Linked DNA regions of Gossypium hirsutum: regions 1 and 3 are each linked to region 2. Evidence: chromatin contacts called from public Hi-C data. All regions are on one chromosome and are shown on one strand. The core of a region is the stretch at or near the end of the contact, and the rest is flanking DNA. Distances in the headings are between cores, read along the strand shown. Region 1 holds the start of LOC107888558 (EID1-like F-box protein 2). Region 2 holds the start of LOC107888562 (probable ubiquitin conjugation factor E4). Region 3 holds the start of LOC121206609 (cyclic nucleotide-gated ion channel 2).

Region 1 (2,827 bases), core at 298-2,797, 250 kb after region 2:
AAGGATCGGTACAAGGTCGAAAATGGCGAAACCGAGCAACTTCTCGATGAACACGACACGCTCCAGGAGAAAACCTTGTATGTTATCAAGTTGGAGACAGAAAATATGATGTTGGAATCCGATAAAAACGAAAATTGTGCTGCTGAATTGTCTCCACCTATTGTAGATGAATCCGGATATGCTGTGACCAAAGTTGATCATGACTCTGTCACTGAATACGGTGAAGATAAAACTGTAAATACGGAAGCTGCGGACAATTCGGGCAATAATGGTCCGTTGCGTCTCAAGTCCGGTCGAGGAAGAGAAACCGATGGTGACACAAATGACATTGTTTCAAGACACAAAGATGTGCAGGGGAAGATAGATGGAAAGAGTTTATTCAATAATGTGATCAAAGAAACCGCGAATAAACTTGTCGAAACCCGGAAAAATAAAGTTATGGACATAGTTGGTGCATTCGAAACCGCAATTTCTCTTCAAGACTCGAAACCGTTATCGAATGTTGCCAGTTGGTGAGCTAAGGATGAACTTAAACAATCGATTTATAGTATGATATTAAGAGAATAAATTGGTTATGGAGCTTTGGTCTGATTTTTACCATCTTTGGAAATGGTTCATCTTGTATCATAGAGTTATATGAAGGGTTTGCTTTTGTTTTGGAATTTATGCTATGTTGTGTATCATAAGTAAATAAAATAATACTAGAAGTCAAAATTTTTGTATAAAAGAGTCGAGATAAAATTATAAAATTTTGGAGGGAATAATACTAAAAATTTATGTTTAAAAAGTTTAGATTTAATAATTAACTTTCACAGTCTAAAAATGCAATTATTCCATTTAATAAAAGTTTAACAATTTTTTTTTAATGTTTTAACTTATGGAAAGGACTAAAATAAAATGTTCCCGTCTAGCCAAAGCCCCTTTTTGTTTCTCTCTAACAATGTCCTTGAATCTAATAATTTTTTTGGCATATTTAAAAAAAATGACGTTACGGTAAATCTAAATTTAATAAAATGATTTTAACAGTTTTAATAGATCTCAAATTTTGAAATCTGAAAAATAAATAGTCTAAAATTTTAAAGTAATACTACATGGATTAAATTCAAAAATTATGAATAGTATAAGGACTGATGGCATATTTTAATCAAATAAGTTTATGTTTTAAAAAATAAATTAAGAAAAAATCAATAAAAATAAGAAAAACAAACAAGTTCTTGAGGTTGAGAAAATGGAGAAATGGAACAGCCAATGAGAAGGTGCCACCGAAGCTAAAAAGATCAACTAAAATCCCAAAAAATTCGTTTCGCCGAGAGGGCTTTAGAATCTTTTTATACAGTATATTACTTTGTCATTTTACCGCTTTAGGTCCCGACAACTAACTGTAAAAAAACTAAAATCTCGGAACACTACAATTTTCCATCCCTTAAAGCACTTCCAATGATTCAATGCCACGTAATAAAAAGCACTCCAGCTAAAAATATTTTACATTTCAATAGATTGTACGTGGACTGATTTAATTGGTCGTTGATGCATGAAGGAATATGTTAATTCTATGATTAAATTTTCTAAAAATATCTTCAAGTATTTTCCCCTTCGGTTCTTTCTCCTAGATTCAACACTAAAAGCAGCCCTTCTTTTTGCTTCCTCTTCATTTCCCTTTCTTTGCCATTTGATTTCTTTGGGAGACTACTTTTTTTTCTTTTAATTTTATATAAATACCCTTTTTTTTCAATCATTGATTGAAACCCATTTTGAATTTCTCAATTAATTTTTCTTTTCAAAAAAATCTTGTTTATTGATTCAATTTTTTGTGTTGGTTTTTTTTTAGTATATGCTGAAAACCCTAATTTATTTTCTTCCTTTATTTTTTCCTGCAGATTTTGGTCTATATGTAAAGTTCCAAAGTCTATACTAAAGAGGAAGCTTCGTTCAATTTAAAAGTGAGAGAAAGAGCTTTGCCTTTGATCTTGCATTTTTTTTTCTTTTTACATTTTTGCTTTTAATGGTGTTTTTTTTTTCCCTTCAATTTAAATTGTGGATTTTGGAGAATTTAGTGAAGAATTGAGATGGGTTTTGTTTGGTTTTAGTGATTTGAGCTCAATTAGTACATTGGCTTTCATATTGAAGTGTCTTCCTTTTAGATCTTACTTTAGTAAGTTAAATGGCATGCATTGTTGTATTAAATCTTAAGAATCTAAGTTAAGTTCTTTCATTAAGATATGCAAACATTTGTAAAGGTAGTTATTGATAAAGTTTGTTTATGGAATATGAAGATTTTTGAAGTTGAAATGGAAATTTTAGTGTAATAATGATGGTTATTATAGCTTATTCCGAGCTTTCTTGTTCTCGAAATGGATGTTCTGAGGTACTAAAATGTTGCGGTTAACAATGATGTCTTGTTGGTTTGTACAAAACAGGACATATGATCATTGTTTCTTTTGCACGTATCAAGTGGGGGACGATACAATGATTATAACGAAGCAGTATCATTGCGTACACTCGTCTAGTTGTCAATGCACGAAAGGGCATCTAAGTGAAGATGTGATTTTTCTAGTGTTTCAACAATTGAATTGGAATCCCAAGTTGATCGCCGCTCTTTCGTGTGTATGCAAATGGTTCGATGATCTTGCTAAGAGAGTATTATGGAAGGAGTTTTGCAAAACAAGGGCCCGAAAAATGATGCTTGATCTGCAATCTTGTGGAAGTCACAGTGTTGATGGGAACTGGAGAGCACTCGGAAAGTTGCTTATTTATTGCTCGGGATGTAGTGGTGGTCGATTGTTCAATAGTATTCAAATCCCAGGTCATTTTGTTTATAGGACTAGGT
Region 2 (2,855 bases), core at 61-2,560:
CACAACTTCAAGCCAACGTACATGGTGCTAAGCCTTGATGAATGATCTACTAGCCAAGCAACTCTAACAACACTTTGGCAAACTTACTGAACAAAAAAAAGGGAGTAGGATGAGTTGGGTAGACTACTGTTATTTCTTTAATGATTTTCAATTTTCAAATCTTTTTGAAGTTGGGAACTTTGAACTCAATTTTAAATAGGTTGGTTGTTATATTTTTATATCCTTTTTCGATTATGCTCACTTATATAAAATTTCTAGTATTTTAATTATTAATGCCATCATCCTCTTTAATGACATTAATATTGATTAATTTGTTTGATTATGTACGTTTTAAGTTTGATTAATTAAGGGAAAGTTACTTAGGCAAACATTTGTATCTCTTGTTGAATATGTTTTCTTATTATGGTTTTGTTCAAAAAAAATTGTCAAAAGGAGAGATTGTTGAGGTAGTTTTTGAGCAGTTCTTAGTGATCAGTAGTATTGCTCAACTCAGAAACTTGTCATGTTTAAGTTGACAAATTTTGACAATAAAAATTATTTGGCTTTGAATCTTTCTGATACTTTGAATTTGTTATAACAACATATCCCGAGGATTTGTTTGGATTGGATAAACACAATCAACTTCCCAAGTTTGGTGGGATTGGATTGGATGGGTTAAAACTTGGAAGCATATATTGGAGATTCAAGATTCATCCCAAGCACATTAGAGATATTTTTTATGCTTGTTGTCTTGCTAGTTTTAGTGGAAGATTGATTGTAATTGATATAGTATATTAGCAAGTCTCACTTCTTTATAAATTGAAGAGACTTGCAATTGTACTGATATGAGAACACTTATTATTGTTCATCATGGAACATTTCTCGCGAGTGCATTAAGTACAAAATCAAATGAGTTGTATGAGAAAAACTTAGAAGAGAATTATTTAAATCCTAGGTATAGTAGATTATCTTTCTAAACAACGCTTAGCAGATTTAGAGAAATTAAACTCTGTGAACATTTATTTTTCTACTTTGTTCATTCTCAATTCTAAAAACAGTTGACTTTAGTCTCAAACACTATTTTAGACGTTACACAAGTTTGTTTTCAAATACAAATTTAATTAATTTCAAATTTAATAATAATATTAAAATTTAAGCAATTCTTAATATTTTATTAAAAGATTATATTAATATTTTGATAATTATAATATATTTAATAGTACAAAATATTAATATTTTAATAATATAAATATTATCCTTAGCTTTGATTCCAAATAATACAATGCAAAATAAAATTTAAGTAGATATTATTTATTATTAAATAAATTAATTTTGGTAGTAAAAAAAAATCTGAAAATATTTGTAAGTATACTTGCGATAAACGAAAGAAAGAGGAGAGTTTACGAGATTCCAGAGAAACAAAAAAGTTGAACGTGGCAGTATCATAGTGAATCAACAAGCTAATCAACGGCCACAAAGAGACTTTGGAGAAAAACAGAACCAAGTTCGAGAGCAACTCAATCAGCTTTTTCCTACAATCTTCATGAAACCTATTTCTCAATTTTTATTTCTCTGTTTTCCTCCATAGTTTTCTTCAAAGCCTAATTATTCTTCTCTCTCCGGAATATAGAGAGAACCCTGTTTGTTTCTCAGGAAAAAAAAGAAGGGAAAAAACCAAGTTTTTATCCCCTTTTTTTTCTTCGAAACTATGGCTACGCAAAAACCCCAAAGAACCCCAGAAGAAATAGAAGATATAATCCTAAGGAAGATCTTCCTTGTAACCCTTAAAGAGAACCCATCATCTTCTTCTTCTGATTCAAGGGTTGTTTACCTAGAGATGACCGCAGCTGAGATCTTAAGTGAAGGCAAAAGTCTTTTACTTTCACGTGATCTAATGGAAAGGGTTTTAATTGATCGTCTGTCTGGTGAATTCCCTAATTCAGAACCCCCTTTTAATTATCTCATTGGTTGTTACAAGCGAGCTCATGAAGAAATCAAGAAGATTTCCAACATGAAAGACAAGACGCTGCGTTCTGAGATGGAATCTGCTGCTAAACAGGCTAAGAAGTTGGCTGTTTCATATGCTAGGATTCATCTGGGAAATCCTGATTTGTTTTCTAATGGGAATTTAAAAGATAGTAACCCCAAAGCCGGTTCTTCTTTGTCTTCCAGTTCCCCTTTGCTTCCCTTAGTTTTTGCTGAAGTTTCAAGTGGACTAATGCTTGATGGGTTTGGAGGGAATGATTTAGGAAGTGGGGTGGATTGTCCACCTGGGTTTTTGGACGACTTCTTTAAGGATTCAGATTTTGATACTTTGGATCCTATCTTAAAAGGTTTGTATGAGGATTTAAGAGGGAGTGTTTTGAAAGTTTCAGCTTTGGGAAATTTTCAGCAACCTTTGAGGGCTTTGTTGTATTTGGTTAAGTTCCCTGTTGGTGCTAAGAGCTTGGTTAATCATCCATGGTGGATTCCTAAAGGAGTTTACTTGAATGGACGTGTCATCGAAATGACTAGCATTTTGGGCCCCTTTTTCCATGTTAGTGCTCTGCCTGATCATACCATTTTCAAGAGCCAGCCTGATGTTGGGTGAGTTTGGATGTTGATTTTTGCGTTAGCTTGTTGTGTTAATTGAGAACGAGTATTACCTTATTATGTTTATATACATAACTATTATTTTTAATCTGGTTCTATATAAGTAGTTGTTGGAAACATAGCTGGCTTTGTAGAATGCACTTTTGCTTTGCACATTGGATTGAATGATTGAACTCTTTGGGTGTCAAATGAATGTTTAGTAAGTACATTTCACTAGGGTAACTGATCTTAGGCCAGTTAGTGTTAAGAAGCATTTATATCAGGGTTTCTCATCTGAGCAAGCA
Region 3 (2,825 bases), core at 126-2,625, 180 kb after region 2:
AAGGATTAAATTCTGAATTTTCAAAAAAAAAAACTTATGTCGTATTTTAATCAAAATTTTAATGAAAAACAAAATCAAATTATAATTATATTTTTGGATGAAATTGTTGAAAAATCCAAAAGAAGCCGTGAGGTCAGACGTGGGTTTTATAGGAAATAAATTTTGGTTATCGTGCACTGCTCTGATTTGAAAAAAAAAAAGGAACAAAAATCGAATTAGGCATCTTTTTTATTAATTAATTTTCAGAAAATTAAAAAAAATTATATATTTTAAAGTTAATTGATATGTAATATTAATTTTTACATTATAACAAAATGAAAATTAATTATAAATTAAATAAGGGGTAAGAAAAAGGAACCTGAGGAACCGGCAGAATCACAAAGACATCAAACCAGAAACCTTTGAGGGAACGAACGTAATGAGAAGCGATGGCACGTGCGTCCCACACGAGTTTACCACAACCGACGACCAGCGACTCCCTGGACACGTACGCCAGTCTGAACTGAAGCCAAAGATGGAACAAATGCACGGCGTCCACACACGTGCGAAGGACGGTTACGATGGCAGCGAGGCCACCATCCATGTACAAGCACGGCGACCCACCTCTTCCTATGGATAAAGCATAGAAAAACAAAGGATCAATGGCTAAAGCCATTGCACGAGCCAATAAGAAAGCCCGGTTCCAGTTTTGCACTCGCTTGGTCCTAGGATCAAGCACCCGACCGAACGGACCAGAAGGTCGCCGAGTATTAGGCGCGGCAGGCTGTTGAGTCTTCTTCTGTTTGGCGGCCGTACGAGCTTGAATTGGAACGAGGGAAGAACCGGCGGAGGCTTCCCATTCCGGTGGGTGAGCTTGGTCACAGCTGGTGGAGTGAAAAACTGGAACACCGACTTGAGTACAAGCGTAACATTCTACGGTGTAGGAAATTGGGTTTTCTTCATTGGTTTCGCCGCTAACACTACCATTATCAGATCTCTCTGGCATTGAGTTTGGAAGTTGAAAAAGTCCAAACCACCTGTGACAAGAACAACACAATTATAACGAAACCATTTTAGATTTTGATTTCAAAGAGAGATGAAAACTTGGAAAGAGTGAAACCTTGATAGGGAGAAGTTGGACTGAGAAGGCATGGTGAGAAAAGTGGAACCATGGGAGAGAAAGGAATTGGGCGAATGGAAGGAAAAGGAAGGAAGGAGGAATAGAAAAAGAGGGGTTGTTTGGGAAGGATGGGAGTTTTTGGAGGGATTAATAATGAGAGGGCTTTTGGGTGTCAGGTAGCACATGAAGAAAGAAGCCAAAACCAGGCACGGAACATGAAGGGTGTGTGTGATCAGAATGCGAGTCCGTGGTGGGCTTCGTTCCACCCCCTCACGCCTCAACCATTGGGTCCACACCCATGCCCCATGACTCTAAAATAAACGTGACTTCGATCAACCATAACCACACCCTTGCCACTTGTCAATATCCAATTTAAACCTCATTTTTAACCCAATAATCTCGCTTGTTACTGCGGTAAAAATATTATGGTAACTCGAAGTTAAATGGATAAAATTATCATAAAAGTCTTTACATTAAGAGTCAAATTGTATTTTGCTCGTTTACTTAGAAAAATGGATAAATTAGTCCTTATACGTTAGATTAAAGAGCAAAATCGGTATGTAAAATTTCATTCATTTATACTATTAAAAATTAGCATTGTTGATAAAATAATTAGAATTACACATGCCATTTTAATGTTCAAGGGACTAGTTTTAACATTGGAAATGGATAAAACTTTTAACAGAAATATCAGTTTGCTTTCAAATCTAACGTGGAAAAACTAATTTACCCCATTTTTTCAGTAAAGAAAGCAAAATACAATCAAACTCTTAGTACAAAGACTTCTATAGTACTTTTATCAAGTTAAATTGCATTTAGACTTCTCTACTTAAAAAATGGGTAAATTAATTCCTCCACGTAAGATTAAAGAGCAAATTGATCATTCTATTAAAAGTTTTATCTATTTCTACTATTAAAAATTGGTCTCAGTACTATTGACTCGTGACCAGTATCTACCCCCTTAATGGGCATACAGAATGCAAAGGATTAGTTATTGGGCTCGCTTCAATAAATACCTTAAGAAATAATTAAAAAAAAAATTGGTCTTAGTACTTTGGCACGCTCCATGTAACTATTTAATCATTTTATCAGCAATATCAGTTTTTTATTAATAGAAATGGATAAAAATTTCAACTGAAATTACCAGTTTAATATTTAAACGAGTAAAAATGGGTTAATTTGTCTATTTATTTTAGTAGTAAAAAAAACAATATATAATCTAATTTCTAATGCAGAAATCACTACTTATCACAAGGAACAGTCCCTTCCTTTTGCTTATTTATATATACTAGACATATTTTCTTTAAACAGTTATCTCATGCAGTGACTTTTTGTTGTATGATGATAATGTAATTCCAACTTTGTAACAAAATAAAAATTAATAATAATGGACGATAACTTGTTGTATGAAGTTCATTAGAGTCTTAGATGGGTGGAAAAAAAGAAAAATGGTCCCAACCTAAGGACAATAGTCCATATGGCACATGGTGGGTCTATTGTTTGAGAACGAGCAAGATAAATGAGGAATGATAATAGAACGTACGTGGTTGGAGATTGCCTTACTTTTTTGTATTATTTTTGTATAATTGTATTCATTGTTATGGATGTATTTGTATTATACAATTACTCTACACTCTTCTATCTCACGCATAATCATAAATTCTTATTATATCTACTCTTTTTTAATAAAATATTTACACATACTCATAGTTACTCTCAATCTCTT

What was found. A called contact is a pair of places that touch in the nucleus more often than the background predicts.
Region 1: a Hi-C map of leaf shows a contact between it and region 2, with 2.0 times the contacts expected there. The contact joins the promoter of LOC107888558 here to the promoter of LOC107888562 in region 2. A contact is called at or near these places in 4 of 34 Hi-C or Micro-C datasets (hypocotyl, leaf and petal).
Region 3: a contact with region 2 is called in a Hi-C map of leaf, with 1.5 times the contacts expected there. The contact joins the promoter of LOC121206609 here to the promoter of LOC107888562 in region 2. A contact is called at or near these places in 6 of 34 Hi-C or Micro-C datasets (hypocotyl, leaf and petal).

The regions. Positions count from the first base shown.
Region 1 is chrA09:2,756,459-2,759,285 of Gossypium_hirsutum_v2.1, reverse strand. LOC107888558 (EID1-like F-box protein 2) reads left to right here and starts at 1,547. Exons shown (of 2, transcript XM_016812712.2): 1 at 1,547-1,940; 2 at 2,418-2,827. The coding sequence starts at 2,467. It overlaps LOC121206743, which reads left to right. Exons shown (of 1, transcript XM_041077825.1): 1 at 1-516. The coding sequence ends at 516.
Region 2 is chrA09:3,001,791-3,004,645 of Gossypium_hirsutum_v2.1, reverse strand. LOC107888562 (probable ubiquitin conjugation factor E4) reads left to right here and starts at 1,310. Exons shown (of 16, transcript XM_016812715.2): 1 at 1,310-2,565. The coding sequence starts at 1,688.
Region 3 is chrA09:2,825,542-2,828,366 of Gossypium_hirsutum_v2.1, reverse strand. It overlaps LOC121206609 (cyclic nucleotide-gated ion channel 2), which reads right to left and starts at 1,375. Exons shown (of 7, transcript XM_041077630.1): 1 at 359-1,375. The coding sequence starts at 985.